7 separate regions of the Mus musculus genome follow, and regions 1, 2, 3, 4, 5 and 6 are each linked to region 7. Evidence: chromatin contacts called from public Hi-C, HiCAR-type and HiChIP or PLAC-seq data. All regions are on one chromosome and are shown on one strand. Each heading gives the region's core, a stretch centred on a gene start, on an enhancer-like site or on the middle of the called end of the contact. The rest is flanking DNA. Distances are from core to core; before and after follow the strand shown.

The links. A called contact is a pair of places that touch in the nucleus more often than the background predicts. HiCAR-type assays count read pairs that join an accessible place to other places. HiChIP or PLAC-seq counts read pairs in DNA pulled down with a chosen protein or histone mark.
Region 1: a contact with region 7 is called in a Hi-C map of embryonic stem cells, with 5 times the contacts expected there. The contact joins the promoter of Fezf2 here to the promoter of Ptprg in region 7. A contact is called at or near these places in 2 of 39 promoter capture datasets (both in embryonic stem cells), 12 of 484 Hi-C or Micro-C datasets (B cells and embryonic stem cells), 12 of 115 datasets of contacts at active chromatin or transcription factors (astrocytes, embryonic stem cells, kidney and 1 more) and 1 of 9 other capture datasets (embryonic stem cells).
Region 2: a contact with region 7 is called in a Hi-C map of cerebral cortex, with 2.5 times the contacts expected there. The contact joins the enhancer-like site here to the promoter of Ptprg in region 7. A contact is called at or near these places in 2 of 39 promoter capture datasets (cranial neural crest and hippocampal neurons), 2 of 484 Hi-C or Micro-C datasets (cerebral cortex and palatal mesenchyme) and 1 of 115 datasets of contacts at active chromatin or transcription factors (forebrain).
Region 3: a HiCAR-type map of astrocytes shows a contact between it and region 7, with 2.9 times the contacts expected there. The contact joins the promoter of 3830406C13Rik here to the promoter of Ptprg in region 7. A contact is called at or near these places in 2 of 39 promoter capture datasets (hippocampal neurons and liver), 1 of 484 Hi-C or Micro-C datasets (embryonic stem cells), 3 of 115 datasets of contacts at active chromatin or transcription factors (astrocytes, embryonic stem cells and stem cell-derived neural progenitor cells) and 1 of 9 other capture datasets (adipose tissue).
Region 4: a contact with region 7 is called in a HiCAR-type map of kidney, with 6 times the contacts expected there. The contact joins the enhancer-like site here to the promoter of Ptprg in region 7. A contact is called at or near these places in 3 of 39 promoter capture datasets (embryonic stem cells and liver) and 6 of 115 datasets of contacts at active chromatin or transcription factors (astrocytes, embryonic stem cells, kidney and 2 more).
Region 5: a contact with region 7 is called in an H3K4me3 HiChIP or PLAC-seq map of neural tube, with 6 times the contacts expected there. The contact joins the enhancer-like site here to the promoter of Ptprg in region 7. A contact is called at or near these places in 4 of 39 promoter capture datasets (embryonic stem cells, liver and second pharyngeal arch cranial neural crest), 2 of 484 Hi-C or Micro-C datasets (muscle stem cells and nephron progenitors), 14 of 115 datasets of contacts at active chromatin or transcription factors (craniofacial prominence, embryonic forebrain, embryonic hindbrain and 9 more) and 2 of 9 other capture datasets (adipose tissue and embryonic stem cells).
Region 6: a contact with region 7 is called in an H3K4me3 HiChIP or PLAC-seq map of embryonic stem cells, with 31 read pairs. The contact joins the enhancer-like site here to the promoter of Ptprg in region 7. A contact is called at or near these places in 8 of 39 promoter capture datasets (the HPC-7 cell line, embryonic stem cells, liver and 2 more), 8 of 484 Hi-C or Micro-C datasets (the N1E-115 cell line, embryonic stem cells, liver and 1 more), 24 of 115 datasets of contacts at active chromatin or transcription factors (SST interneurons, a colorectal cancer cell line, craniofacial prominence and 13 more) and 2 of 9 other capture datasets (embryonic stem cells and pancreatic islet).

The regions. Positions count from the first base shown.
Region 1 is chr14:12,344,111-12,347,570 of GRCm38.p6, forward strand. Fezf2 (Fez family zinc finger 2) reads right to left here and starts at 1,755. Exons shown (of 5, transcript NM_080433.3): 1 at 1,477-1,755; 2 at 239-1,128. The coding sequence starts at 1,075.
Region 2 is chr14:10,630,353-10,633,752 of GRCm38.p6, forward strand. It overlaps a transcript of Fhit not described here. Among named protein-coding and RNA genes, the nearest start is that of Fhitos, 110 kb to the right of the region's middle. Within about 2 kb of position 1,644, at least 10 of the 459 cell types and tissues checked have an H3K27ac peak or open chromatin away from gene starts, as enhancers often do.
Region 3 is chr14:12,282,346-12,285,673 of GRCm38.p6, forward strand. It overlaps 3830406C13Rik (RIKEN cDNA 3830406C13 gene), which reads left to right and starts at 1,858. Exons shown (of 5, transcript NM_178141.3): 1 at 1,858-1,912; 2 at 3,040-3,123. The coding sequence starts at 3,071.
Region 4 is chr14:12,200,449-12,203,927 of GRCm38.p6, forward strand. The region is part of intron 16 of Ptprg (protein tyrosine phosphatase, receptor type, G); the gene reads left to right. Among named protein-coding and RNA genes, the nearest start is that of 3830406C13Rik, 82 kb to the right of the region's middle. Within about 2 kb of position 1,998, at least 4 of the 459 cell types and tissues checked have an H3K27ac peak or open chromatin away from gene starts, as enhancers often do. A contact at or near this core is called in kidney, where this site is marked.
Region 5 is chr14:12,080,855-12,084,392 of GRCm38.p6, forward strand. The region is part of intron 5 of Ptprg (protein tyrosine phosphatase, receptor type, G); the gene reads left to right. Among named protein-coding and RNA genes, the nearest start is that of 3830406C13Rik, 200 kb to the right of the region's middle. Within about 2 kb of position 1,572, at least 9 of the 459 cell types and tissues checked have an H3K27ac peak or open chromatin away from gene starts, as enhancers often do. A contact at or near this core is called in neural tube, where this site is marked.
Region 6 is chr14:12,106,054-12,109,519 of GRCm38.p6, forward strand. All of the region lies in intron 6 of Ptprg (protein tyrosine phosphatase, receptor type, G), which reads left to right. Among named protein-coding and RNA genes, the nearest start is that of 3830406C13Rik, 180 kb to the right of the region's middle. Within about 2 kb of position 1,563, at least 18 of the 459 cell types and tissues checked have an H3K27ac peak or open chromatin away from gene starts, as enhancers often do. A contact at or near this core is called in embryonic stem cells and stem cell-derived epiblast-like cells, where this site is marked.
Region 7 is chr14:11,552,044-11,555,682 of GRCm38.p6, forward strand. Ptprg (protein tyrosine phosphatase, receptor type, G) reads left to right here and starts at 1,510. Exons shown (of 30, transcript NM_008981.3): 1 at 1,510-2,289. The coding sequence starts at 2,205.

The sequences.
Region 1 (3,460 bases), core at 505-3,004, 790 kb after region 7:
CGGAGGCTACAATTTACCTCCCTTAACCAACCATCCCATCTGAAGCCAGCAAGTCCTTTTGTCAACTGTGTGGCGATTTTACAGCCCCATTTTACAGAATAGGAAACTGAGGCTCAACTGAGCATCGAACGGAGCGCGCAGCTATTGGGAAGCTCCTCTGCTTGAGAGAAAGGTGTACAAGGCAGCCCAAGAAAGTCAGGGGCTACTAGCTCCCTCCCCCCAGAACCGTAGGCCTCACCTTGCCGCACACTTCGCAGGTGAAGTTTTTGGGTTTGCTGTCAGTAGAGCCCCCCGGTAGTTTGCTGTGGCTCTTGACTCCCCCTCGTTCAGCTGTCAAGGCCGAGTTCTCCTTCAGCACCTGCTCCAGTGGCGCATGCAAGCGCTCCTTATGGGGATAGGAAGCTGGGTGGGGGAACTTGTCCGCAGCCAGGCTGGCCAGTTTGGCGTTCTCCAGCAGAAAAAGCTTGGGGTGAGCAGCCAGGGAAGTGGGGGCCTGTGCGTTGAGGAGGCCGGATGGGAAAAGGTGGCCTCCGAGGAGCTCCGAAGGTGGGTAAGCGGTGGAGTCCAGGTAGTTGAAGTAGTAGAGAGAGCCGCTGGCAGGCAGCCCCACAGCCTGGTTGATGACCTGCGGTTTGATGACCCTGCCGGCGGGCAGCGCAGAAGGCGCGAGGCCCAGTTCGGCCTTGCAGCACACGCCACAGTTGGTTTTGCACAAGCCGCTGGCGCCGCACACTGGGGCCCCCCCGCCGCTGCCTCCTCCTCCACCGCCGCCCGCCCGGAGGCTGCTCTTCCAGAACTCCGAGTAACTGAGCAGCGTCTTGGACGGCACCTCGTAGCCTAGAGGCTGGAGAGGGATCATACAGGGCAGCGGCGAGCAGAGGTTGAGCAGTTTCTTGCTCTGGCTGCTGTCTGCCTCTAACGCAGCAGGCCGGGGCTCGAAAGGCGCTCGGGGCTCGGACGTCTTGGCCATGATGCGCTCGATAGAGAAAGCTAGTGTTTTAGAAGTGGCCGGTGACGCTCCAGCGCGCGGGCAGGCCGGGGGCACCATGGTCTCCAGGGAAGCTGAGCTGGCCATGGCGCGCCAAGCTGGGCCAGGCTGGGCCAGGGCACAGCCTCTCTCCTCTAAGTCTGCATTCCGGAAAAGGCAGGGGGGAAACCGCAATTTAATAAGCACCTAGTCGGCCCGGTCACCCATTTGCATTCAAATGAACAGAAGCAGAACAAAGTGCACCCAAGGGTACCAAATTACCGCCCATTAACCCGGCGCGCAAAGGAACCCACCAGCTATTGCCCTGGGACTATGAAAGGGGGAAGAAGGGGGAGGCTGTACAAAGGAAAGGAGAAGGGGTAGAAGAAAGGAGTCTCAAATTAACACTCCCAGCCCTTCCCTGGACCCAGGCCTTCGCCACGCGTGCTGGGAACTGGGCACTGAAAGAGCAAAGTTAAAGAGGGCCGGAAGAACCACCTCGCTTTTACCTCTTTCCCCCACCGCCAAGGAGATGCGTTCCGAGCCATGCAGCGTGTCTCTTCTGTCACATTTTGATGGCAAACATCTTCCCCTCCGCGTGAGATCACTGTCTTTTACATTCAGCTGACATCACATGAAGTCACTTGAAGTGGAATGACATGGGCGGCGGCGCGACTCCCGTTGAGGACCCTGCGTTCCCCCGCGCCTGCCGGCCGCCGCCACCGCCCCTCAAACTTTAAAGGAGGCAACTAGCGCCCGCGCTCCCTTCGGGAAAGTGCGAGCGGTTTGCGAATCGGGAAGGAGGGAAGAGAGGGAGGGGGGAGGGGGAAGAATCGTGATGGTTTTGCCGGTGGAAGGAGGTGGGGGCCGCCCAAACCCAAACCTAGGCAGAGTTCCTTGGGTGATTCACAACTTTGGGGGGCCTACAGTTTTAGGGTACGCGGGGAAGGCGGGGTGTCCCCGACGCGCTACCTCAAAGGGCCCCTGGTGTCCGTCTAATCACCAAAGTATCCCTTAGCCCTGCGCAGCCGAACTGGGCACCGTGCTAATAAACTGCCATTTACCTACGGAGCCAGCGCCAGCCCCGAACACGCGCAAATGATAATTACCTCATTAGGATGTGGCGCATGGACGCGGGCGTCGCGTTTGGAGGGGGGAACTTGTTAATGGGGAAATATTAATTTATGCAAAAGCAACGAGCTCGCCTTGGCTGGCGTCGGAGGTCGAGAGAGAGCTCCCCGCCGCCTAAGGACGACCTCGAAGAGTCCGGGAGGGCAGGCGGCGTGCCGGGGTCCTGGGGACCTGGGGAAGGGTGGGTGCGCCTGCAGCTCTCTGGCCCACTTTTTCAGTAGGGCTGGGGGATTCTTGCCCTGAGAGGCCTAGGGCTCTTTGAGAAGCTAATCGATCCGAATTGCTGATTTGTGATCGGGTTTGAGAGGCAAAGGCAGGCTCTGCGCCTGGTTTAGGGCTGCGTGCGGGGAGGATTCGGAGGGCAGCTCTCCCGCTGTTGGGTACTTACTGTTTGTATAATTGAGAAGGTCCAATCTCCACCTGTTTAAGGAGCAGATTGAAACAGCAGAACCTCCCCTGGATCCTATTAAAACGTTTTTCCTCCTAAGGCCATTCAGTCGAACCAATTTTCCGAAGTGATTCATAGAGCTGAATTCTGCCAAGGCAGCTCTTTCACTTTTAGCCACTAAAGCACCGCGTGGAACCGGGTTTTGTGTTTTTCTAAAATAAAAAGAAGGATTATCAGAGGGGAGAAGGAGGGGGTCTGAAGGGGGGCGGGCAAAGACTTAGTGTGGCCAGAGGTACAAGCAGAGGGAAGAAAAGGCTCTTTTCTAGACAGGCCCCAAGTAAGTTCGGAGGAATTCAGCGTTTTTGTGCCGGGCGCACAAAAGCAGAGCGCTCGGCGCTGGGTTTGGAGGGGCTGAATTCATGTTTGCAGACCATTCCACCTGCGTATCACAACAAACTGCTCAAAGAAGCTCCAGCACTTTCAACAGGCCGGGTGCTCTTGGTGACAACAAAAGTGGTCGAGGCTGAGGGTTCTTATGGGGGGGGGGGGGCTAGCTAGAGAAGGAGAGAATTAGGTTTAGGGAAAAGAGGGGCTGTGCATGGGGTTTTTGAAAACTTTTGGCTGTTTTTGTTCGTCGGACAATTATATCTTGCCAGCCGGCTTTTGCAAGACCAAGAGCTTTGTAGCCGCAAAGGCAGTTTAAGAGGATTACGGTGGGTATAATATGAGCAAACAGGGTTGAGGGTTTGATAGTCAATTCCTTCTCCAGAGATATAGCATCAGCGGAGCCGGGGAAAGTGCCGGTGAAGGCAAACCCTCTTCTCCGTTTGCAGCTGAGTGTCCATCTGATCCCCGGCCCACTACTACCCATCCCAGGGAAAACTGTCCATCCAACGCCAGACGGACGAGCAAAGCTCTAGTTTGGACTGCAGCCGAACAACATCCTATCCTCGGCAAAACTCTTTCCTTCCATC
Region 2 (3,400 bases), core at 394-2,893, 920 kb before region 7:
GAAGAGAAAAGGAGCCAGAAGGAGAGCTTATGTGTTTGTACGTGAAATATGAATGCCATGGGCATGCTGTGCCCGTGAAAGTCAGAAGAGGGCATCAGATCCACAGGAACTGCCGTTAGAGGTGTCAGTCGGCTGCCTAAAGTGGGTGCTGGGAGACCCACTCTGGTTCTCAGCAAAAGCAACAAGTGCTCTTAAGCTCTGAGCCATCCCTATAACCGCTCCAGGTAAATAAATATTTTTAAAAATAAAGGTTGAAAGTTTTTGAGTAAAGTTCACATATGAACCTATGTGCATGCATTCCTACACTACAAGTACATATACACAAATATACAACACACAGAGATACACACTCCAAAAAGAATTAGAAACATATTTTTAAGTGCGGAACTAGGTTTATCTGATCAAGATCACTCGAGCAGAGACCTAAGCATTTTTAAGGACCATCATGGTTACTTCTGGGCCTGCCAAAAAGATGAAAGGCATCTCTCTAGCCCTCAAATGCTATAGCTATCTACAAGAAATCAACTGTAAAAATATTGAAGACAGTGCATATCCTGACTGTTTAGGAAACTCAGCCACCATTTAGTCACTGTCTATTCCCCAGCTATAAATTCATCTTGTAAAATTACCAGTGACTTTTAGAAAAACTCAGCTCCCCGCCCTTTCCTGTTAGCGTGCTTGTTTTCACTCTGTCAGGATAAAATTGGCTCTCAACTTTGGATGCTATTCCACCCACATCTTGAAATGTATTTAGGCAGAATTTTCTGGTTTTATATGAATGCTAGTTAACCAGACATAGGTCTTATTTTTTCCATCTTATACAAAATCCTTCAAGAGAAAAGACAAACTAAGTTCATGTTCAAATCACCAAATTGACTCAGATCTTTGAATGCCATTCAAAGTTTCATGTTATATACTTAACTTAAAAAAATGACTCAGTGTAAATGTCATGTCTGGTTAGAATCCTATTCCTGGGATCTTGCTTTCACTTGAAATGTAGTGGAAAGGAAGATTCTATGGCTGCCAAAATATAATTGATCATCTGGAAACAACAACAAAAAAAGTAGCATCGCTTTTCTTTCTAGAAAATAGGAAAGCATGCAAATAAATCAGTAATTTCCCTTCTAGCAAAGCCCTGAAGTAGGGGGGTATATTTTGCTGATTGAAGGGGATGGGACAAAACAATCATTAGGCTACCCTTTTGTCCCAAATGACAACATGTCATCTTCCAGTCATTCCTGAAAAGCACTGAGCTTTAAGCAAGTGATCCTAGTACACACAAAGACGGTAGGATGTCTGAACGGTAGGATGTCTGAACACAAGCCAGCACATCATGAAGCTCACCAACAGAAAAATTAGTCAAAGGAATGGAGAATAGGGAAGGAAAAGAGAAATGTTACTTCAGGGTCAGGTGAGGTCGGGACACTATGGGTTACACAGAGTTACTTCAGGGTCAGGTGAGGTTGGGACACGTTGGGTCACACACAGCTGAGTGAGTTCTCTTACAGGATTTCTCAGATTAAGCTCTCCTCTAGTAATGCAGGCCTTGCTTTGCATGCAGGGGAAATGCCAGCCTTGAGCACATTCAAGGAAATGCTGGTGTGCACAGGTCAGGTGGTTAATGGAAACGCTCAAGCATGTCCCCAAACTCTGACAAAGCAGAAAGCACATGCCCAGCAGGGAGCTCCCGCCTCTGCCCCCTGCATCAAGTCCCTCAGCTTCTCTCCATGGACCTCACTGGCTTTAAAAGAAAGATGATGCTTATTAGTGAAGTGCCTTGGGATGGTTGGGCAGGAAACACTAAATAAGAGCCAATTATTGCCTTCATTACAAAGCAGATGATCAAATAAAGCATCTCAATTAACTGACGGAGTTTGGATGCTTCTTTTCTTCTTGCTTTTTCTATAATCTAGCTTTCCCTAGTCCAGTCTAAAAAGAACAAACTGAAGACTTCTAAGGAAATACATACTGTAGTGACATTCTTGAGGATTCTGGAATTTTGGTTTCTTTTAAAAACACAGCAATATTATAAGAACATGTTTTCATTTTAGTCCCAGGTGTAGGATGTGGGGCTGCGTCAGACTGTCTACCGCAGCTGGACATGATTTGCCTCCTGCTCTAGAAGAAGCATAGTTTTGCCAGCTGCAGATGATTTCTTCGATTGCTTGATGTTTGGAATTATGGGAAAATTTCAAAGAGTATATCAGTGTGAGGGCCCCAAGAGGTAATGTGTGGGTGGTTGTTGGTTGTTTAGGGAGTTAGTTATGGTTTGACAATAATTGTGGTCAAAGAAGAAACAAAAGGAAAGAAATTAGATTGAGGGATTTTCTAATTTTTCTCACCCCTCTTTTCTATCCTTGTTTCTCTCCTGTCTACTGCTAGGAGGTGAAACTGAGGGGATGGAAATAAAGGGTAGGTAAAGAAGAGCCCACAACATAGCAAAGACTGGCTATAAGAAGCCATGGAGAATTTCTTTTTCCTTTTTTCTTCATTTTGATTCTTTATTTTTGCATGGCTGGAAATGGGACTCAAGACCTTGTACATGCAGGCTATTCTCACTCTGTCCTGAGATATCCCAGCAAAACAATCTAAGCTTTCTGATCAGATTCCTCTCTGCAGATTTCCAGTGAGAGTCAACTGCAAAAAAATCCAAATTTCTCAGCCTTGTGTACAACCTTTATAGGCTTTAGCTTTCAAGTTTGTAGGCTGATAAAAGTTTAGGTGCAGGTTCCATTTTAGGGCATCTTAAGTTATTTCTCTTCCCTGATCCCTTAACTCTCAAGTGTTCTTGTCACTGAAAGGGTCAGAGACTGCCTTTGCAGGCCTAAGAAGCAGGTTAGGCCACTGTTCTCAATAATCTCATTAAAAATGCATATTAATAGTAACATCAGAGAATGGGGATCGATTCAATGTGACCACATGACCAAGAGGGACAAAGATTCAGTGACCTCCCAGCTCCAAATCCTTCTTGGGGCCCTAGCAGGAAGGTGAAATTTAAATATAACACGAACAGTATGCCTAACTAAACAGTCCCAGTCAAGATGTGACCCTGCCACATTGACCAGTCAGTGTCTATGCTTTCCTGCTACGTAGTCTAACAAATTGTAACTCTTTCTCCTGGAGATATGTTCCTCTGGCTGACCCAGTCTTTCCTTCATCTATCATAAGATTCCTTGGGGAACTGCAGTCTTTGGGATCCATGGTTTCAATGGTCTGATACCCAGGGGAAGGGACGCTGTGTCTTTATTGGGACACTTGTGTCTTCTTTAGAATATCCTTGCTGACTCAAAGCAAGTCACAGGCTGTGGACAGGCAACAGCAGCATCCACTGAGGCTTATTCAAAATGTGGATTTTAAGGCATCTTTGCAAATCTACTCAAACAGAATCTCTATCTCAGCA
Region 3 (3,328 bases), core at 608-3,107, 730 kb after region 7:
GATGCACTATGCGGTTGCCAGAGATTTGTCCTCATCAGCTAGTTGTCTCATGGAAAGGATCACAAATGTGATTTGTCATGAGAGGAGTTATGACAGCTAATCTTTAAGCTGAGAGGAAGAACTTTTATGGGTAACTATACATGATCAAAATATATCTAGATAATCTTTAAGTTTCTGTGATATATTCCTGGTTACTATTTTCCTAAAGATTGCAAAATTTATATACTATCTCTTGGTTTGACAGTAAGGCAGACAATGACTCAAAAAGGAGAGGCTCTGAGGAAAATTTGTAGTTTCTCCCAATTGTACTGCTATGCAAACATGCCCAAAGCATGAGGGTACATAAAGTTTGTCTTAATAAACATGAAAACATTTTAATAGTTAGATTGTCTGTTCACATAGTCCAAAAATAGTTAAAATTTATTTTGAAATTCTATAAAACAAACAAGAATGCTTTGTGACTATGCAAAGGCTATTTTATTCATGGGAGAGCCCAGAACACAGAACCATTCAAGGGTCTATTTTTAAAGAGGGAGGGTGTGAAGCAGTTTAACAACAGATCTGCCAAGCACAGGTTACAGTGCTTCAAAATCAGGAGAAATTTCACTCATCCAGTTAGAAAATGCACAATAGGAAACCAAAGTCAAAAATATTTTTCTTGATGCTGGAGAGAGATGGATCCAGCAGTTATGAGTTCTGGCTGTTCTTACAGAGGACAAGAGTTCTCATCACAACAATCAAATAAAGAGTCTCAAGGGGATCTAAATCTCTATTCTGCCCTTTGAGGACACCTATATACATTGTAGCATACCATCCCAACACACACACACACACACACTCACACACAAACACATACCAAAATTTAAAGGGAACTTTACAAAACACAAAATGTTCTTTTGTTGTGGAAAAAAAAAATGTGGCTGGGGAAGTGGGAAGTCCCACACTGAGAATGAAATAATACCTCTATTGAGAGAGTAGCATTATAAGATAGGAAGAGCCAAGTATCATAGTCCATGCCTTTACTCCCAGGACCAGAGGCAGAGAGGCAGAGAGGGGGAGAGGCAGAGAGGCAGAGAGGCAGAGAGGCAGAGGTATGTCCTGTGATTTAAAGGACTAGCCAGGTCTACATAGTGAGACCTTGCCCTAGAAGTAAAGAAGTGAAGATACCTAAGTGTGTAGAAAAGAGGCTTTCAAAATAAAGGACACACTGAGTTCAAAGTGTCTAAATTCGGTGCTACATTTAATGTAGGTAACCTAGGAGGAAAAACTCACTTAAATGTGTTCTGTTTACCCTTTACCAGCTGTGCAACTCTTAGTTAAGACTTTATCACTCTTCCATATCTCTATCTATAAGCAAAGAATAAACAGAACTACTCGCTCACAAAGTTATTTCAAGGAATAAAATGAAGCGTAAGGGTACACTTCTGCACATGGGAGGAGTGCTGTGGGCTAAACAACACAAGGCTGTGAACTTGCTGTGTTGATCTGTGTGCGACCTAGAGGCTGCTCTGCAGGCCTCGGATGAACAAACTTAATGACAAGTCTTTGGATAGTCCCCACAACACTCACGCCTTCCCCCCCCCCCCCCCCCACTGGAACATTCCAAAGGAGGAATATGTTACAGGGAGGAAGCCAACTGTACTCCCCGAAGACTTTATAACATATGCAGAGACCACTTTTTAAAAGCTTGAGCTATCACCACATCTTCTTCCAGGTTTCTAAGGCCCCTTTTGGGGAATCTTCCACAGTCTCATCTCCCTGAGGTGCTCGAACCCGCGCCAGAGCCAAGCCAAGCCAAGTAGCTGGGACTCTGACTGACGTCAGGAGCGTAAAGTACGCAAACATGGCTGCCTGACCACGCCCAGGTCTTGCGCAGGCGTCGTCCATGGCGCGTTCCCGGAAGAGCTCAGAGGTGGGCGCAGTGTGGTCACAGCCCGTAGCCCCTGAGGCAAGGGGGGGATGAGGAGGAAGCTAATGAGGGGAGCCAGGTGACCAGAAAGGTTTTCCAGAGTTTTCTGGGACGAAAGGCGGGACTTGGGGTGGCCGTTGGGCGCTTCCTCGCTTCAAAAGGCAGAGTTTTTCTTGAACTGCTCCCGAAGGAGAGGAAGAGAGGCGGCAGGAGTGGCTTTCCAGGGGCGCCTGGACGCTGCCCTGGTCGGCTGCAAACCTCGCCGGGAGGAAGGCGAGGAAGCCGGGCGTGAGGTGGGCCCTGGGCGGAGAAGGAGCCTGCTGAAGGGCCGGGCAGGCCCCTGTGCAGTGTGCGGAGCACCCAGAGCTCGGGCGTCCGGTCGCCATCCGATCCTGAGCGAGCGGCGTTTAATTTCAGAAAGTTTAGGGAAGTCTCCTTCACGGAATGTCAGTGTTGGATGTGTCTCCCTTTGGTGGGGCACCTTTAGCTTGTGTGCTCAGCCTAGCGCGTTCAGAGCACGTCATTAGCCCACCATCTATACTTGTGCAAGTACTTTAGCCAAGGGGAGTGGTGCCTGGTGTAGTGTGCCATAGGAAGTCTCCAAACGCGAGTGCTGACTTGCTAGAACGCGGCGGGCAGACTTAATCGACTTTTTCCTAAGTTACACATGTAAAAATACTTCCCCTGTTTGGAAGGGTCATGGTAGCACTGAGCAGTCTTCCGCTAAAGGCAAGACCATGAGTTCCCAGTTGGTCCTCAGACGTGTTTGCCTTTCTGTCTATGAGTGTGTGTTGAATTTTTAGGTTTTTTTTTTTCTTTCTGTTAAAATGTCCATTAGTCTTAGTGCCGGCTGTTTGTTTGTTGAAATTCTGTTTAAGATTAGAGCTTGGGTGGAGGTAGCAGATATGAAGCGTCTTGAGTTTACCTGATCCATGGTGTTTTGAGTGAATTTGACAAATGCAAAAAAAAAAAAAAAAATTAATAAAAATGTGCTTGAGTGCATTCTTTCACATTACACATAAAATTGTCAGTTTTCTCTTTTGAGAGAATTAATGTATTGTTTCAGTACTAAAACCAAATCGCACAGTTGAACACATGGGTAAAGATAACTAAATGTTTTTATTATTTAGCAGAAAACTTATAGCCCAGCTTTGATTAAAGATGGCTTCCTTGTTTACTCAAGAAATTCACCTTTCTAAAAGACATGAAGAAATGTAAGTTTTTGAAAAAGATACTTCAAATACAGAGTGTATGTTACCTTTATTAGTGAAACATGCACAGGAAGACAAAAATGTGAAAGTATCATTTTCTGACAGGACATTTTATTGTAGATAACTTCATTGTCTCTTAAGAATGAGAGTAAACGACACAATTATGTTCTAAACATCCACATAGCTATTTATTTTTATATATTAATAT
Region 4 (3,479 bases), core at 748-3,247, 650 kb after region 7:
CCAGCTCTGGGTCCCGTGCCAGTTCAGCAGTGACAGGGTGTCAATGAGGAGCTATTAAACAGACTGCCCTTTTCGTCACTGAAGCGCATCCCTGGCAGCAGGGCCTGTGTGGAGCAGGGCAGGCTTTTATGGCAGCTCAGCTGTCTTCTAGCTGTAGGGGTGAGTGGGTTTCTCTTTCCATTTCTACAGTGTAATGGAAATGATGGTAAAGATCCTTTCTCACCCCACCTCTTCTCGCACAATTGGATATGGGGCTCAAATAAAGGAATGGGAAGTCATCACGTGGGGACCATGAAGGATACAGCTCTGAGGTGCAATTATCTCGCATGAACAATGAGAAAAATGGGACTAGAGCCCCTGCCTCTATGCAAATTTGGGATCTCCATGGGCCATCAGAAAGGCAATTATATTGACATCCCAGGTTAAATTAAAGTTTTTCTCTGAGGTTCTTTGTTATTAGTTTTGTGCTGTTTTTGTTTTGTTTTGTTGGTTGGTTTGGCTTGGCTTTAGGTTTTTATTGGGAACAGTGATAGCAACGGTGGTAGAGAGAAAGAACTTGGCTTTTGTGGAATGAACGGATGCTTGTCAAGTATCTAATGCTGCTATTGGATGCTGACCTCAAAAGGTGCCTGTTCTATGACAAAGAACATGGCTTAAGTCAAATATTTTGTATTCATGAGGACAGCAAATGTGTGCGCTGTTAAAGTGATTTAGTTCAATTGGCTGTTGGCTGGATGACTGAGCAACAATATTGAGGCATTTAACAATGTTGATGGTATTCAGGACAAACATTTATCCTCTAGAGAACAGAATTTGATCAGGATGATCAAATGCAACTCCGGTTTCTCAATTATTTATGATTTGAGACCCCAGTGCTATTCATCACAGCTGGTTTTGACACCATTTAATTATTCAAAATAATCAGCTACACCTCTGTATACTTGATCTGACTTAAAGATGGGCTTTGCTGTATCAAAATCCTGCCTGGGAACAAATCCTGGGCATTTATTTGTGCTCTATTTCTATCCTAGAAACACTAATCTGCTGGGTTAAGGGTTTAATCACCTAGCATCAGTACTGTGCGCTGGGGAAGCTAAGCAGACACGGCCAGGAAACTTCCATTAGCGCCTCCTGACTCCACCTGGGGAAACTGAACGCTGAGTTACTTCAATCAGAAGACTTCTAAGAAAACTAGAAGGCAGTGACAGAGAGTGGAGAATCATGGGGCCGATATACTGTGACCTTTAAAATTTACCAAAGCTTTGAAGGATTTGTAAACAAAAGCATTTTCTATTTTAGTAACCTTGCTAAAAGGGAAATGTGGTAACAAGCCATGTGAGAGAATAAGGCTATTTTATAAACAGAGGTAGTAACTGACGGTGTAAGGGCCAAAAAAGAAGTTTTGTGTAATAGGAAGAATAAATAAGTAATTAAAATGAACCCATTATTATGGTCAGGGAGTATAAGCTCGTCACAGATTTCCACCCACTGTGAGGACATCCACAGTCACTGCTTGCTTAGCACAGTGGATTATGTTGCTCATTTCTTAGATCTCATTTCTCAACGACCTCACTATAAAGTTGAAAAACTTTATCCATACAAAAAGCAAGATATTAGGTGGCCAGGTTTTGAAATGGCAGCAGCAGGGGGTTGAGACCATTGCTGTCAAACTCCATTTGGTGAGCCCCAGTAGCTTCCAGACTCGTGAAAGTAGTGTCCTGTAATGAGCTGGAGGCAAGAAAAAGAAACAAGGGTGTCCTTGACTGCCGTGTATTTGTGCCTTGGAAAAAAATAAAATAAGACACGTGTTTGGGGGCCTCTCCTGCATGTGTAGGTAAGGAGTACATGATCTTTCCGTTACACAACCTTTTTAGTCCCAAATTTGGCTTACAGAAAGCCTATTCAGCATCTAAACAGAAGCCTCCAGTTAGCAAATCACTGATCTTCGTGAGAATACCCCCTCATGCTCAGAGTTAGTGAGGCGAGGTAAAATAAGTGATTATTAACTAGTCCTTGTCTGTGTGCAAGGTACAGTGACGAATTAGAACCGTTCCATTTGGTGGTGCTGGGAGGCGACCAGAGAGAAATGAAAAGGAAATGGTCTAAAACCAATCCGCTCTAGCACTTCTGAGCCTCTCCAGTTACGTCTAGAGAGGCCCTGTGAGCTTTGACTGGCTAGTTCAGTACCAGTTCCCCTTGCCTCTGCTGGGTTTTGAATCTTGGGGTTTAAAAAAAAAAATGGAGTGAGTAACTGTCATATTTTAAGGATGCAATTGCTGGTGGGGGGAGGGGGGGCGGTGGTTGGAAACAGCCCACTTGAATAATTTTGAGTCTCTGTCCAGAGGTGAAGCTGCAAACCAGTGTTTCATCTTCTCCAGATAAATCGTGAACAGTCTCCAAAGATGGGGACATTGCATCTCTCAAAGGTTCTCTAGACTGTGAAAATCATAGTGTGTCTTGTCCACTGGGCTTCCTGGAGAGTGGCTTTCCCAGAGTGGCTTGATTTTCTTTTTGGTTGTTTTGGTTTGTTTTGTTTGTTTTGTTTAATATCAGAACCTCTTTCCCAGCTCCTAAAATCACAAAGCAGAAGGCTTCTTAAAGTACAGTGCTGGCTAATACACAGGGGTTAGAGGGATCAGAAGTTTAAAGGCTGGACATGGAGATGAGGCCAGAGGCCCAAGGCCCTTGCCACAATCCTTTGGGGATGGACTCTGCTCCAATTAACTGCTGAGCTAAATGTGGACCGGTTGTTCATCTTAAATTGAGAACACAAATCTTGGCCACCTGAGCCCATGCGCTGAGGGACTAGTGGCCCCATTGTTTTGTGTCACGAATGGAGACTTCAGTGACTGCTGCTGATGTGGAACAGGGAAGTCCCTGGAAAGATACATCATGCTGCACAAGGACTGAGCGGTGGCAGGATCTGACCTTGGGGGAGCTGTGTGTTCGGTCTTGAATGTTAAAGAAACGTGTGTTTGTTTGGTTAGTTTGGTTTGGTTTCTCAAGACGGGGTTTTTTGTTTTGTTTTTGTTTTTGTTTTTGTTTTCTGTGTAGCCCTGGTTCTCCTGGAATTCACTGTGCAGACCAAGCTGGCCTCAAACTCAGAGATCTACTTACCTCTGCCTCCCTAGTGCAGGGATTAAAGGTGTTTGTCACCACCACCACCTGGCTAAGAAATGTGCTTTCAATCCTTATCAAGAAAAGCAACTGTTAGCCGGGCGATGGTGGTACACTCCTTTAATCCCAGCACTTGGGAGGCAGAGGCAGGCGGATTTCTGTGTTAGAGGCCAGCCTGGTCTACACAGTGAGTTCCAGGACAGCCAGGACTACACAGAGAAACCCTGCCTCGAAAAAACAAAGAAAGAAAGAATGAAAGAGAGAGAGGGAAAGAGAGAGAGAGAGAAAGAAAGGAAGGAAGGAAGGAAGGAAGGAAGGAAGGAAGGAAGGAAGGAAGGAAGGTAACTTTAAGTAAATCCTTT
Region 5 (3,538 bases), core at 322-2,821, 530 kb after region 7:
TTGCGCCTTCAGGAGAACTTCACTTCTGCTCTTAGCCAATGGCAGAGTTTACCTGTGTTTCCTGGTGGTGTAGGCTTCTCCAACATGACTATGAAGAAAGTACCGATGCCAGACATCTAGCTGGGGTTAGTATCTTTTCTAACCACATCAGAGAAGCACCCCAGTTGCTTTGCTTCATACTGTTGCATCAGTGTAAGCCACTCTAAGAACCAAGGTACCGGGAATTAGGGATTACTGCAGGTCTTCCTAGAGCAGTCCCAACCCAGCCGCCCATGGCTGTTCAGTACTCATTTGAATGAATAAGAGTAGAGAGCTGGGTCCATGTAAGCAGGTAAAGAACAGTGCCCATCCATTCACCTGTCAGCTCTAAATACTACAGCAGGCACATCCAACCCTTTCACGTTGTGCCACAACATTGGCACCTACAAAGTTTATATATGAGAACTTTACACAGGGTTTAAGAAAAGTCACAAGGCTAGAGAGATGGCTCAGTGGATAAGAGGCCATGGAGGGACAGAGTTCAGATGCCCGGCAACCTCACAACAAGCTAGACATGGCCGTGTGTGCCTCTAGCCTGAGCCCTGTGGAGAGTGCAGACAGGAAGATCTCTGGGACGTTTTGAACACTGCCCTTATGAAAAATATCAGCAAGAGACCAGTATTGGAATAATGCAGAGAACACAGAGACAGAGGAAGTTATCCAATGCCTCACAAACGCATGCTTGTGCACACACACACTCTACCCCCCCCCACCCCCACACACAGACATGCATGTACGCGCTTCTATGCCTCATGTGCACACAAACAGGTGCAGACGCCAGCACACATACCATCAAAGAACAGGCATACACCAGATAGATAGATAGATAGATAGATAGATAGATAGATAGATAGATAGATAGATAGATAGAAGAAATGAAAAAGCAAAGGTGAATGGTCACATCTAATGTGTTTTGGTTGAAGTTGATATATGTAATACAATGTTTTTTAAATACCAATAAAAAATCTGTAGTATTTTGTTTGCAATTTTGTGTCGGGCCCCATTCATAGCTATCCTGGGGTTGCATGCAGCCTGCAGGCCATGACTTGTGGCTCCAAGTCATGTCATTTTAATATCTTATTTACCTTCTTCTTTTCTCACCCAGTGCTAAAGGCACTAAACTCAAGGAGTTCTCCATACAGCAAGTGCTGTACCAGAAAGCTACCCCCAGGCCCCACTTAAATAATTTAGCCATGCCACCTCTCAGCTAGTTCCCTAGTCTGCCTGCCTTCCTAATGCAAGCAGTGGCGATTTCTGCTCATGGAAAAGGATTTTCTCTTACCCAAGGATCAGTCTGGCATCCCTTTGATCCAGTATGCCTTGTGTCTTGTACTTTTCATGCTGCATACATGGCAGGGATTTACAGCAGTCCCTACACAGCCCTGTCTGGATGCTAAGTCTTTTGTAAATGCAGTGCCTGGAGCAGCTTTTTGCTTGGAGGGAATGAAAAAGCAAAGGTGAAAGGTCACATCTAATGTGTTTTGGTTGAAGTCTCTCGCTATGCTGGGAAACAGCTGGCCCTGCTCTCTCCCCGAAGCTTTTACTATTGTTGGGGCATTGTGGTGCATCGTGGGGGTATTGCCAAGGGAGAGTAGGAGCTGTTCAACACTGCCACACAGAGTAGAGAGAAACTTCCAGGCCAGGCACTGAGCTCACAGTACACTGTTCTTTTGCCCCAGGCTCCCCCAGATAACATACGTTTTTCTCTCTCTTTTATTTCAAAGGTCATGATAATGTTACTGTGAGACTGAGCATTGTAGCTTAAGACTCCAGGTGGAGCTTTATGGGTTTAGAATTTCACCTGTGCTTTTGTTCCAAGAGCCTGCACCCCTTGCAGAGGGCTAGCTTAGATGGAGCAGGTGGTATCGTACCATCAGCTGCTAGGAGACACATTTCAAGGCACAGAAGCCCATGTGACCCTTGGTAGTATAATTTGCAGAATGCCTACTCTGCTAACATTCTCCTCCACTTCTGTGGAGGAGTGAGATGAACTGAAAGCCACAGAAATGGACTTGACCACCACACTGAAGACACTGGAATGCCCATGAACACAGGTCACTGCCTATGTGAACAGTAAGAAAGCCCATCTTGGCACAGTCTGATGTCCGGTAGATCTGTGCCTTTTTCTGAAGATAAATAACTCATAAATTAACTAGTAACCATCAAGAATGCCAGTTACCAATAATAAAGTCATGACAGGGGAGTTCAAATTCTGTTAGCACTTATGTCTGTATTTCCTTTTTGCATAGATTCTTCCCTGGGGGCTGCTGCAAAAAGGAATTTTCCATCTGCCCATGGCAGCTAGTCCTAGAGGTCTATCTTACATGTGCTGAAAGTGAGATGAGGACCAAGGGCCAAAGCCTTCCCCTTGGACAAGGGCTTCTGTAACCCAAAGATATGGCGACACTGTGTAGAAAGCCATTAAGTCAGACTGAAACTCTCACACGACAGTGTGTCTTCTTTGCAAACATGTTTTGGGTACATTTTATTCATTCATGTATGTAGGTTTACATGCCTATGTGAGTGTCTGGCTCTGTTATTCTTCACCTTATTCCCTCAGAGTGGTGTCTCTCACTGGGCCTGAAACTAGGCTGCTAGTCAGCAAACCACCGATCCTCATGTCCATATTCAGCCCAATGCTGAGGCTAGAAGCCCAAGCAGCCATGCCAGGCTTTTGTTACGTGGGTTCTTAGACTTGAGCTAAGATCCTTCTGGTTACAGGTATTCTTGTCAGTGAGCCTTGTCTTCAGCTCTTAAGAGTTTTGATAGTTCCACTTCTGAACTGGAATCTACTCTTAAACCACATGTCAGGAAAAGTCCTATAGCTTTGCCATACCCTCCCCCAATCCCCCTTCCCTGAGCCTTGTGCTTTGCCTCCTTCTGAAGCTTGTCCCCGTTTTCCTTCTTGATTTCCTTGTGATGTAGGGTGCTAAAATGTCTCAGCACCTCTGATCCCACATTTCATAATCCCATTACAGCAGTGACAGCCAGCAGACAACATGATGTAGAGATGCCAAAAGTGAAGAAAGACACCTGAGCACCCAGAACCGAGGCTTTAGGCTGTATCCTAGAAACATGGTATTTCTGAGTCCTGAATGAAAGACTACGGAAAGGAAGGGCAGTTGGGCCATAGCGTTCAGAAACTGATGGGGAAGAAGAACCCCCTTCTTGACCCCCTTCATGAATTTCTGGCAAGAGTTTAATACTGCAGACTGAGCGGAGACTGAGTTCAAATCCCCTACATAAAAATCCAGGTGTAGCTCTGCACGCCCATAACCCTACCACTGGAGAGCAGAGACAGGAGGATTGCAGGGACTTGCTGGCTGACATCTGTCCTAGTTAAGTCTCTTTTGTTGTGGTGTGGTAAAGACCATAAGCAAAGCAGCATGGGAAGTCAGGGTTTATCCGGCTTAGCAGGCCAGTCAGTCTGTCACTGAGGGGAGTGGGGGAGGGACAGAGGCAAAGCCATGGAGGGATGATGCTTATTTGGCTTGCTCAG
Region 6 (3,466 bases), core at 313-2,812, 550 kb after region 7:
CTTAAAGTTGCAACAGGACCTCTGCATGTATTGAATGCTGTGAAAGTGTTTTGGTGTGTAAATAGGATATTGTGTAACATAAAATATAGCCCAGGATGTCTTTTTTAGAATCTCTTGTAGAAGATACTGTAGTTTTGTTGACTTTAGTACATTTACTTTCTACTGGGATTCTTGTAGTTTCTGCCAGGTACCTAGACTTCTGATATATGGAAGTTATGCTGTGTCTACACTGAATATTCTGTGTGAGTAGTGTAAGACGGTCAAACTGTGGGAAGAATGTGGCTCCAGGCATATAGCTGTGTCTGGTGGGTGGCTCAAAGCCTTGAAGGCCACCAGCAATGTCTTGGGAGCTGTGGTGGAAGCTACTGAGGAAATGAGGCAAATCAATAGCAAGACCTCGATAGCTTTAAGATATCTGTAAGTGCAATGAAGAGGGCTGTCTCCATTTTAAGTTCAGGTCTTCTCTGAAGATGCAGATAAAAGCTAGAACCCTCTCTGATTTATAAAGAAAGGCTTATAATCTTAGAAGTCTGGTAGGGTGGATAATAAGATGATTCCATTTAGTCCAGAGAATGACATTCATTTGCTGTATTTTCAGTTTTAAATGAGTATGTTTATTAAATATACAGTAAGCCAAAGTAACAGAACAAATAGCAAGTGATAGAAGGCAGATGATAGCTAGATGGTTAAGTGCTCAATAAATTGATAGATGATTGGTAGGTAGGTAGATAGATAGATAGCTGATAGATAGATAATAGGTAGCTGATAGATAGTTAAGTAGATAGATACTGACCTAGACGATAATGACAGGTAATTATAGATAGGTGACTGATAGGTAGATGATAGATAGTTAAATGTTAGATAGATTGATACATGATTGATAAATAGATGATAGATAATTAAGTATAATTATAAATGGGTGATTATATGATGATAGCTAGCTAGGTGATGGATAGTTAGAAAGAAAGGAAAGAAGAAAGAGAGAGAAAGAAGGTAGTTACATGATAATAGATGAATAGATAGACAGATACATAGATAGCAAAACATTGTCAGTCAGGTACATAAAAACATGCAGCATAGCTGACTGAGGAAGCCCCCATTGAAGCAGTCAGCTGGAGTTCCTAACAGAGAGTGTCTGGCAGAACAGAGTGGTCCCTTATTTTTTATTTTTTATTTTATTTTTTTCTAAATTCTCGGGGCTGGAGAAATATCTCAGTGGTTAAGAGTACTGACTTCCAAAGGTCCTGAGTCAATTCCCAGCAACCACATGGTGGCTCATTGTTGCGAGCCATCCAGCGGCTCACAAGGCAGGTACACCTGAATAGCAGGCCGCCGCTGAAAAAGAGGGAAACTAGGGAAAAAGATGAAACCAAGACAGTGTTCTGATCAAGGTTCAAATTTTTAATGGCAGACACGCTTTATAAAAGAGTGGGGGGCAGGGGAGGGGGTCCATTCCCGCCAATTCATCCTTGGAGCCTGGAATCAGCTGCAGGTGATGACTACCGATAGGGCGTAGTCTCCGGAATAGCTCCAGGGCCTCTCAGCAGGTAGCAGTACCTTGAAGTAGAACAGCAGCAGTGGCAGAACAATAGAGTGATCTAGGGAGGAAGGCTCCACCCAGGTCAAGTTCCGGCTTAGCCTGCTTCAGGCTTATAGGAGGCTACAGCTCATAACCTTCTGTAACAGGATCTGACGCCCTTGACTGCTGTAGCTGGAGACAATTTTACTTACATAAAACAAATAAGTAAATCTAAATTTTAAAAGATAAAGAGAGAAGGGGTACTAAAAAAAAAGAGGAAAGGATAATAAAAATTTTCTCCTAGGAGATATTACTGTTATAGTGATTTTACAGTTTAGAGGCATCCAAGAAAAAGAACAAATAACAACAGAAAGGCAACATCATCAGCTTAGACCCTCTTAGCATCTAACAGAAACCATCGGGGTAGGCTGAGGCAGGGTAGGAGTTCTCAGATGAACATTTTACCCACAGGTGATCTTTCCCTAACTGAACATACCCTGGCTAGACTTCCATCTGTCTTCTCTCCCCCACAGTTATGCTGTAGGATAGACACTGGTGTCCTCCACGACACAGTGCATGTACAAATAAGAAGGCTTAGAGGACACTTGATCAACACATGAGCCGGAAGGGGGCAACACCCAGCCCACGTCTACAGCCAGCTTCCTTCTTCGTGAGCTGAAGCAGCACTCTGCAGTTTTCTCGTTTGCTTTTCTGTGCTACCCAAAAGCAACTTAGGGGAGGAAAGAGTTCATTTGGCCTACACTGTAGATCATAATTCATCGTTGCAGGAAGTCAGGGCAGAAACCTTGGAGGACCACTGCTGCTGGGCTGGGTTACTCTTCCTCATGTGTACTGGTTTTCTTGTATAGTCTAGACCTACCTGGCCTCCCATAGCTGTAATCAGTCAAAAAACAGCACCTCACAGACATGGCCACAATTCATCCACTACATTCTTCCTGCCTACCTCAGCATCTATAGGGCAGCTTTGCATGCCCTAAAATGTCCCATCCCTCCAGTTTTCATCTAATTTGTTTTAGGTCCTGCAGTTGGTCGGAGCTGAGTCGTTCCTGGCATTCAGATGCCTGGCTTCACTTCCCAGGACAGCTTCTTTGAAGCTGTTTAACCGCAGATAGATTCCACCTTGCAGCATGCACTACATTCTACACAGAGCTATTGTCTGGATCATTGTATCAGTTTATTGTTACTCTTTATTCCAGGATCATTGTATCAGTTTATTGTTACTCTTTATTTGAGTACGGGTCCTCTCACCTCTTTTCTCTCTACTCCATCTGTCCCTGTCTCTGTCTCTCTCTCTGTCTCTCTCTCTCTCTCTCTCTCTCTCTCTCTCTCTCTCTGTGTGTGTGTGTGTGTGTGTGTGTGTGTGTGTGTGTGTGTGTGTGAGACACTTGTTCTCTCTCTCCCTTTCTTTCTTCCTTCTAAGCCTCTTTCTATGGCCAATATTTTTAGGTTCAGAGGCATGCCCTGTCAAGGTTCCACTTGGAACTGGATAGGTCTTGAATGATACCACCTTTCCCTTTCTTCTGACCAGATCTCTGACTGGCAAGGAAAGAAGGTTTATCTAGCTCACAGTTTGAAGGTACAGTACATTATATTAGGGATGTCGTTACAGTAGGGGCTGCTCACAGCTGTGGCAGTCATGAGATTGCTTGTCTTAGCTGACTAGGTAGGAAACAGGGATGGGTGAGATACCAACACTCAGCGGGCTTTCTTCTTTCACCCTTCCCTCTTTTTATTCAGTACTGACCTCCAGCTACCCACATTTAGGGTAGGTAGGGTCTTCCCTTCCCTAGTCACACCTCTCTAGAAACACTCTCAGTGACACATCCACAGGTGCGCTACAGTAACTGCCCTAGGTGTCTCTTAATTCAGTCAAGGTGACTGTGGAAGCTAAGCGTTGTTCCTACCCTGAAATCATCATGAAGAATG
Region 7 (3,639 bases), core at 260-2,759:
GTCAAATTCCAAAGCAAACAGATTGGCCTCATTGCCTAGCACGGGAAGGGTGTTTGCGGGGTTTGGCTAAAGATAGATCTGGGGGCCCGTTCCAGGAACTTCCTGGCATTTACTAGTTTTGCACCCCAAACTTTTCAGAGGTTTTTCCTTTGGAATTGTGGGTGCGAGACTGCTTTCCTAAACAATGCCACAGACTCTCAGAGCATCTGTATAGTATTTGAAAACCGAAAGAACATCCGGTTGAGATGTTTGGGTGGGTGTGGGACAGTGCCGCGTTGCGATGAAACGGCAAGGGGACACTTTAAAAATATGTCCATATCCTTTTCATAGAGTGGCAGAACAACTATGAAAAAAATACAAATGGCTAATTACGTTGGCTCAATTACAAATTTGATGGAAAAAAAAAACCCAAACCAAAACCTGCCTCCCCTCTTTTAGCACCAACGTAGGAGGAAAAAATAGGTTGCTGAAAAGCCCAAGCGATAAAGATCTCTGTGAGAGCCAAGGGACAAAACTCATTACAGATAAACCTAGCCCTTGCATTTCCCCCGGATGCCTCTCCCTGTAGTTTACTTAAGCCGTGTCTCCTAGGACGGCTGCGGGAAACCAGTCCTGCCCCGGGGTGCTGCTTTCCCCTGCCCCGGGTGAGAGGCGCACTTCATTTGCCCTCTGCCTAACCAGGCCAAGTTGCAGCCACCTTCTTCCCGAATCCGGGGGTTGGGAAAACTCCGCGACAGACCTTCGTAGTTTGGGGAAAAGTCCACGACAGACCTTCGTGGTTTGGGAAAAGCCGATGTGGGCCTGGAGCTGGATTTTGCTAGCCTGGGATGGACTCCCGTCCCTTTCCCTATCTCCCAGAGGTAGATTCGAACAATGGAAGCTCGGAAAGGGGGAAGGGGAAACAACAACAACAAAAAAACCTCAATGAAACCTGAGTGCAAAGGCCGCTGGGCTTTGTCTCTTAGCCCGGGAACGCAGCAGGAGAGGGACGCTGGAGGTGCACCCCGTCAAGACACCGTCCAGGTGGTGAGGCCTTACGGAAGTCCCCTCTCCATGAAAATGTAGCTGCTGGTCCTTTCCTCTCCCCCAGATTCCAACCAGACCACCCTTTCCCCCTCCCCCAAGTTCCGGATCCATGAACGAGGTCAGGGATCTCTCCGAATCCGTACTTCGTCTTTAAGAACTCGAAAATGGAGCAAAGCCATGCCGACCCTGGATGGCAGCTGGTCTCTTCCCTGTCTTCAGGGTTACCAGCTCCCCTAAACGCACACCCATAGCCCTAGGCACGCCTGGAGAGGAGAGTAGTGCAAGTCCTTGGAAGCCGGAGCCCAGCACGGCCGCTTTAAGAGACGCGCGCCCCCGCCGGCGGCAGCTCGGGGATGCGCGTCACCGCGCGCCCGTGCTTGCGCGCCCCCGCCGCCGCGCGCCCCCAGCTCGCTCGCTCGCCCGCTCGCCGGCTTTAAAGTCTCTGCCAGGATCCATGCTCACATGTTACTTCCTGTATGGAGGCATGGCCAGTTTCCAGCCCCGCGCTCTCGGTTCCTCCCCAGCCTGCGCCGGAGCCACAACTTTCAGGAGCATGGACTGAAGGCGCCCTCGCCCCGGCGCCCCTCTGAGATCCTTTGTGTTTCCCTGCGCTCCACTGGCCGTTTGTGTTTTGGGGGGCTCTGCGCTCCGCCCCGCCGCTTCCCTCCCTTTCCAGGCTCGCAGACATGCCTCCTTCCTTGCCGGGGCCCTGGAAGGAGCTGCCCGCCTGAAGCCCGGAGCCGCCGCGCCGCGCACAGCCCCGCCGTCGCCCGCTGGTTCTCGGGCTGCGCTGCGCTGCCGACTCAACTTGGGGCTCTTCCGCTGCTAGCCACCGCCACCCGCGGTCCCTGCCTGCTCCGGGCCCCGGGCTCTGCCGCCGTGCGTCTTCTCCTCGCCCTGCCTGTCGGCTGGATCGTGTCTGAGCGGAAAGCAGCCCTTCTCCTCCGAGAGGATCGTCCCTAGCTTGGCTTTGCATTCCCGGTCACTTTTTGAGGTTTTCTCGGGAGCGCTTGGCAGCTTCCCGGATTCCAGCGGGACCGGTGGCCGAGTGTGGGGGGCCCCGTGTGGCGGGCGAGCCGTGAAAGCCTCCAGGCTTAGCGGAGCCTCGCTCGGAAGCAAGAACTTATTCAACAAGTTTACCCCCCCTGCCTTTCTCTTTTCGATGTGCGTTTTCGGACATGCGGAGGTTACTGGAACCGTGTTGGTGGATTTTGTTCCTGAAAATCACCAGTTCTGTGCTTCATTATGTGGTGTGCTTCCCGGGTGAGTGAGGGCCGCCGATGGGACGCGTCTCTGGCCGGCGCGCGGGGTATGCGGAGTTGTCGCCGGGGCGCGGAGCTTGGGCGCCAGTCTAGGGACCGCGGAGAGGGTGAAGGGGGGCCGGGCTACCGAGGAGGAAAGAGAGCTCTGCTTCATTGGCTCCGGCAGTGTTCTAGGAGGCTGATGGTCAGAGAGGGCAGAAGCAGTGGCGGGCTGGAAGGGAGGGTTGGGGACTCAGAGATGTGCTCTGACTGTGGCTTGGGAAGCTTGAAGCATCTGGAGTATGGGAGGGCGGGGGAAGGCGACTTGCTTTGCTGATCCGGAGCTGATCCGGAGGGCTATAGTTGCACGATAGGATGTCTGGGGAGATTGGCTGTGGGAAGGATGCTCTGTTGGTTTGAGTAATATGGGGTGCTCCCGTTGCTTCTGCGGGGATAGAAGGAGCTCATAATCGTGGCTCACTTTGCATCCCTCCGACCCTTTGTAGGGGGGAGGGCGGCGTTTGGGGATGGAAGGCGGAGGCTGGCTGCAGAGAAGTCAGGATGTGGGGAGCAGCCCGCGTTGTAGTCGCCGGGCCGCCTCCTTTCAGCCTTGCTCCCGGCTGAGGTGCGGGCTACGCCTCAGTGCAAGCGGGAGGCAGCTCCCTAGACGCGGGGGGCCTGGGAGCCTCGGGAGAGCAGGAAGCAGTGAGCAGGGAGTTTTTCGCTAGACCCCTGCTTCACTGGGCTCACGGTCCCTTTCTGTATCTTTCTTTTGGGTCCAAGTTCAGGGCGCGGGTCGACAGCTGGGTAGCTTCTGGCGTCCGGGCAGATTTTTTGGCTGTCTGGCGTGCCCTCCCTACTTTCATCTTTGCCCTTTTGCAGGCTGAATGTGCCTGCCAGATCCAGACCCAGACCCGCTTATTTTCTAGCCAGGTTAAAGCTGGAACAATATTGGCCACTCGACAATCCTAAATCACTGCACGTACCAGTGTGCAGCTCGCCGACCCTCCACTTCCAGCCTTCAGCCCACACCCTCCCCCCTCGGTGAGGGCAGAGGCCAGCCGCCTTCCTCTTCTCTTGCAGAGTCGGAGGGCTGCAGCTCAAGCTGCCCAGCTCCTTCCCAGTGGGTGAAGGCCACGTCCTCTTTCCTGGCTCAGGGAAAGAGGTGGGAGAGGGCGCGATTTGCTTTTCTTTCCTCGATCTCTTAAGGACAGAACACCCGGTTTTTCTGCTTTCTCATCTGCCTGTTCTGGAATATTTGGAGGCGGCGGTTATTCTAATCAAGAAATAAGAAACGTGCCACAATGTTTCGGTTTTCCTTGGTTAATAGCAGCCTGTGTTCTGGCTGCCACAGCGCGGGGTTTTGGTACAG